2 separate regions of the Zea mays genome follow, and region 2 is linked to region 1. A link is a contact called in public Hi-C data. All regions are on one chromosome and are shown on one strand. Each heading gives the region's core, a stretch centred on a gene start, on an enhancer-like site or on the middle of the called end of the contact. The rest is flanking DNA. Distances are from core to core; before and after follow the strand shown. Region 1 holds the start of LOC100280502 (SNARE-interacting protein KEULE). Region 2 holds the start of LOC103626876 (probable pre-mRNA-splicing factor ATP-dependent RNA helicase).

Region 1 (3,093 bases), core at 201-2,700:
ACACAAACATAAGTAGCTGCAAAAGGCCCACCGATACATATGTAAGAAGTTAAATAAAACAAACAAGACTGCACATGATACAGTGAGCAAAGATGCTAGATTACAAACTATCGAATGGATACTTAAAAAATTGTTAATAACGAGCATCTGTTCAGAATGGTGGATCGGTACAACTGCTACCTATGCATGAAAACCACTTCATATCAAGAATCCTCTTTTAGGCAATACTACATGAATTTTTCCATAAAATATGTATAACAAGATCACAGTTGTTCATAAATGCCCATCCTGAACAAATTTGAAAAGGGCATATTATTTTACAAGTTTCACATTTTGAGGTTCAAAGTGAATCATGACTCATGGATACAAAAACAAACAAACAAACTGGGCAGCAGTGAGTACACACATCCATAAGCAAACAATACAAGGAACAAGCCCATATGGAACTAGCAAATTGTTACAACAATCCCTCATATTTCAAAAGCTATTAGCCCAACAGTGTCACTATGGCCCTGTTTGGTTCCCCGTAGATAGTAGCTATCTGCTAATAATTCTCTTTTGGATCCAAACAGGTATAAATAATAGACTAGCTGATTGTTAGCTGGACCTCTAGATAATAACTATCTCACTAGTTGGATCAAATCAGATAATTAACTAATAGGTGGACCGTCAACCCAACCCTATCAATTAGCTGATAATAGTTAGCTAGCCAATAGTTAGCTAGCTAATATTAGCTATGTGCTATTAGCTAGCTAACTACTATCAGCCGATGGATCCAAAGAGGGCCTATATCTTGCCTATATTCAATCCAATAACTTAATTGATTTTCCAAGTAAAACTTTGGCCATGTTACTTCTATCAGGTATCAAATTGTTTTGCTACAGTGCTACTAGTGCTGAAGAGAGCACAGCCCACTTCATTGTAGTGTCACTACTCTCTTGATCAAGGTATCGACACACTGAAGCCAGAAGTGTGGCGAAACCAACGAGCCGTCACTCAGTTGGCAAAGCCAATGCAGGGTTAAGCACCTTTGCACGTAAAAGGTCACTACGCCGTATATACTGAGAGTAGAGGTCTACACTCCAGAGCAACAAACCGCATGCCGGTATTTCCAGCTCCGCGAGCAACTTTGCCAGATCCATTTCCAGCAGCAGCGAGACAGCGAGCAAGCAAATCGAAATCAGGATGGGAAGAGGGATTACGATCTCGCGTGATCTGGCGGAAGCTACGGTAGTCCCCACCCTGCGAGGAAGCCTCCGAGTCCAACGACATCGCGCCGGAGTCTCTTGCCTCTGCCGGCGACGCCGACTCAACCTGGATCTTCGGCCAGAGAGATGACTTGGCTCCCACTTGGAGCAGCGGCGGGGACCGGAGCGAGATGGCGACGAAAGCAACAGCGGAAGCGGGACGCGGAGCGAGATTGACGAGGCAGAGTGCGGGCAGGGGAAGCAAACGGGAGGAAGAATCGTTCGTTCTCTCGAAGAGGTCGTCGGCCGCAACCGGCCAGGGAAATTACGCTACCGCCCTGATGCTGTTTTTTTTTTTTTTGGATAACAGCCCTGCTGTTGGGTTGGTCACTTGGCCTCCAACGTAAACCACGGTTAGGAAAGGTCTCATCAGTTGGTTACAGCTTCATCGCGGTGGCATACGGAACACGTGTTCAGAAAGCAAATGATTTAGCACCTTGCCGATAGTCGACCATCTAATCAATGTGTGGAAAGTGAAAAAGACGATATGGGACATAAGATATGTATAGTCGATATTGTTTAATATAACAGTGTTAATCGGACACTGTATTTAGAGTGTTGTTTCTCTAATCCTATCGTTATTCGCTTCTCTTCGTTAAAGCGACTGTTGAGCACCATTTGTGGCATCGTACACGACCAAATGGTTCGGCTGTGGCTGGTATACAACTAGTTATTTGTTTAAATTCACTGTTGCAACTGTCCCAGTAGTAATTATTTTAGCAGTCTTGTTGCAACTGGCTTATGTCGCATGTGGCAATTCTGTCCCAGTACTAATGTGTGTTGCAGCATTAGTGTGTATTACAACTATTTTTTGTTCCTATTTGTACTGTGTGTTTTAGTTTGTTGATTAGCAATTTTTGGTTATGAAATCTGTACCATGTGTTTGTGCCCTCATGTTTTTTAAATTCTCATTTTTTCAGTGGTTTTTATAATGAATCAAGAACATAATGTCACAGACCAGCAAGGCGCTGATACTGTCTGTCGCTCTCCTCGTGTACAAAACAAGAGAAAGCAATTAGATAAAAATGAATTGAAGGAAAGGAGGAAGAGGTTAAGGTTGAAAGTCCCCTTGTCTCCTATTCAAGATGCCAAAAGTGATGATGAACAAGACCCAGATTTTGCTCCTGCCGGCGATGGTTCTGGCGACGACAATGTTGGTATTGTTGGTGGCGATGAGAATAAGGGTATAACTAAGACGCGAGCTATACGATGCTCACCTGGGAAGTTTATAAAGTTTGTGAATGCTCTATCTGATGAATTGAAAAGTGAAGTAGTTGTCGAGGGGTTTGACGGCCTACTGAGATTCAAGTCGCACTTATTGTCCAGAAAGTTGCTCAGCTGGCTGATGCGGAAGCTTAACCCAGAAACGATGAAATTAGAGATTGGTGGTGGAAAAGAGATTCCAATCACTGAGCACAGTGTTTGGTGTGTTTTGCAGTTACCAAACGTTGGCAGTGATCCCCCCCCCCATGTCTGATGCAAATGCTCGTGCCTTGCGGGACGAGCTGGTAGAGCAAATTTGTGGCAACTCTTATAGACGCATATCTGGTATCAATATATCTGTTATCACTGATAGACTGCAGAAGAGGATTCTCACTGGGGAGCTGGGCCTAAGAGCCTTTTTCATGGCTGCATTTCAGTGTATGCTATTCTCCAACACTGACACTCGCATCAGGATTGATGATGTAAAGTATACCCAGGACATCCAGAACATGGCCAACAAGAACTGGTGCAAAGCGGTAGTTGACAGGCTCAGCATAGCTGCGCGTCTTTATAGAAAGAATTTTGCGGAGAAAGGCATTAACGCACCCATCAGTGGATGCGGGATCTTCGTAGCTGTAAGCTC
Region 2 (2,835 bases), core at 328-2,827, 130 kb after region 1:
CTGAAAAAAATTCTTGTCGTGGACCTCATACGCACGACTTCCAACGTTCCACCCAATGCGCCTCCTCCCTGTTCTGTACTTTTATCCCCCACCCCTCCAACGATTCACTCTCCCTTTCGTTCTAGGACTAGTTTGGGAGGCACAAAACCGAAAGGATTGGAGAGGCTAGCATCCCTTTTTATTCATTTTTGTGCTAGCCCCTCCAATTCCTTCGGTTTTGTGCCTCCCAAACTAGCTCTAAATGGTAAGCTCACTAATCAGTACTATGACCTACCAAATTAATCATTTTTAAGTATAACTACCATATAACAATATATATTATGATGCTATGAATATTGTATAATTTTCTAAAACTCAAAAACTAATGTATAAAAATTAATTAATTAGTTAAAATGTAAATAGAGATAAGAAAATGGTTAGAGAGAAATATATTTAAAAATAAATAGAAAGTATAAATAATGGGAGAAAAGAGAGGAACGGATGAAATGAGTCACACCCCCACGACCCCACCCCACCGAGAGATTTTTGCCATTGTAAAATACTGCACATTCGGCTTCATCGAAATGGAGGCATTGGGGGATTCGACGATATGGAAATACACAAGACGCGTAGCCGACGAAATAGACTCGTAATCTCTTTTATGCGTAGAGACGGGCCATTTAGCACCTGGAGGTCACGCCGTGACCTTGCCGTGACTCCTCCTCTAGTGGCTTGACCTCCTCTGACGGAGCAGTGAAGCTACACCAGGCACCATGGGCCTCGCGCCGAGGGAGCCCATGAAGCAGCGTGTGAGCCGCTGCCTACTGCGGCTCTCGGACCGGGACATGGAGGTGATGGGTGCGTCCGAGCTGGACGCGATCGCGCGCGAGCTGGACGCCGACGAGCTGCCGGTGTTCGTGGCCGCGGTCTACGGAGCGCGGCCCACTGACAGGACACCGCTGCGGCGGCACTCGCTCCGCCTGCTCGCGCTCGTGGCCGGCGAGCACCCGCGGGACGTCATCGCGCCGCTCGTGCCCAGGCTCCTGGCCGCCGCGCTACGCTGCGTCAGGGACCCGGACTCCTCCGTGCGTGCCGCGCTCGTGGACACAGCCCGCGCTGCGACTTTGCCGTGACTCCTCCTCCTCCATCCTACGAGCACGAGCCTGGCCACTCCGCCCATGACAAAGGCTCTGTCAACGCGCCAGTAGGTAGCGGCAGCGACGACTTCGTCGAGCCGAGCGCCGCGCGGAAGCACCTGCTGCCGGTGTCAGCGAGGAATTCCACAAACAGAGAATGGGGAATGGAGAATGAGGAGGAAGAAGAGAGGAGAGAGCTCACCAGAACACCTCACGAGCGGCGGAGACAACAAGCACTAACGGCGAGCCGGCGGACGCTGACTGATTCGGACGAAGGAGGGTTAATGTTTCCTCATTTGCTAATAAATATTTTGAGTCTATTTCGTCGGCTACGCGTTCTATATAATTCCATATCGTCGAATCTCTTTCCAACATCTCCGTTTCGTCGAAACGGCCATGTTTTATAATGGCAAAAATCTTAAACAATCCAGCCACCCATGAAAAAAAAAACTACAGCGAGCACGGGAGCAAACCGGGACGCTCCCAACGCCAACACCACACCACACCACACCACAGTTCTCACCCAACTGGCCAACCCAACCCGAATAAATTTGAAGCGCGGACCAAGCCCTAGATCCGACACCAGCACCACCCTCAGCCATGGCGCCAGCGGCGGCGGAGGCTGGTCCCGGCGATGACGGGCTTAGGAAGCTCGAATACCTTTCCCTGGTCTCCAAAGTTTGCTCCGAGCTCGAGACCCACATCGGCGTCGGCGACAAGGTGCTGGCCGAGTTCATCACCGAGCTCGGCCGCGACTCCACAACCGTCCCCGAGTTCGACGCCAAGCTCAAGGAGAAGGGCGCCGACTTCCCCGACTACTTCGTCCGTACGCTCCTCACCATCATCCACGCCATCCTCCAGCCTACTGCTTCCAACCCTAGCGCTGCCACCGTCGCCGAGGGCCCTGCTGGTGCGGAGTCGGCCAAATTCCCCGGGCTCGCCCGCCCCGACGACCCCGACCATGCCCGCAACCTCCGCCTCGAGCTCGAGCGGGATGCCGATGCGGCCCCTCCTGCTCCGATGAGGGACGACCGCGACCGCCGCTGGGATGGGAGAGGCCGAGACCGGGACTACGGCCGCGGCGGCCGTGAGCATGATCAAGACCGCGGTGGCCGTGACCACGATCGTGACCGCCGTGACAGGGATCGAGGGCGCGACCGCGAGTATGGCCGTGATAGGGATCGAGGGCGCGACCGTGAGTATGGCCATGATAGGGATCGAGGGCGCGACCGTGAGTATGGCCGTGATAGGGATCATGACCATGTCCGGGATCGTGACGGGGAACGCCTCCACGATGGAGATAGAGATACTGGTAGGAACAGAGTTAGGGACTTGGGGAGGAGCAGGAGGTATGCAGATGATGAAGAAGAGGAGAGGGGCAATGTAGGAAGGGGAAGGGAGGTTGCTGTTTCGAATCCCAGTGGGGAGCCAGAGCTGTACCAGGTGTACCGAGGGAGGGTTACCCGGGTGATGGATACCGGATGCTTTGTCAGGCTTGATGATGTTCGCGGTGGCCACGAGGGACTTGTTCATGTATCGCAGATGGCTAGCAGGCGGGTGGCCAATGCAAAGGAGGTGGTGAAGCGTGACCAGGAGGTGTATGTGAAGGTAGTCTCGGTGAAGGGGCAGAAGTTGAGTTTGTCGATGCGGGATGTCGATCAGGATACTGGGAAAGACCTCCTGCCGATGCAGCGAGGTGGGGATGATGCACCAAGGGTGA

The links. Hi-C and Micro-C count contacts between places; a contact is called where the count stands out from the background.
Region 2: a Hi-C map of leaf shows a contact between it and region 1, with 4 times the contacts expected there. The contact joins the promoter of LOC103626876 here to the promoter of LOC100280502 in region 1. A contact is called at or near these places in 6 of 25 Hi-C or Micro-C datasets (ear, leaf and tassel).

Annotation. Positions count from the first base shown.
Region 1 is chr5:129,042,270-129,045,362 of Zm-B73-REFERENCE-NAM-5.0, forward strand. It overlaps LOC100280502 (SNARE-interacting protein KEULE), which reads right to left and starts at 1,451. Exons shown (of 21, transcript NM_001153422.1): 1 at 1,203-1,451. The coding sequence starts at 1,272.
Region 2 is chr5:129,176,215-129,179,049 of Zm-B73-REFERENCE-NAM-5.0, forward strand. It overlaps LOC103626876 (probable pre-mRNA-splicing factor ATP-dependent RNA helicase), which reads left to right and starts at 1,578. Exons shown (of 2, transcript NM_001326564.1): 1 at 1,578-2,835. The coding sequence starts at 1,716.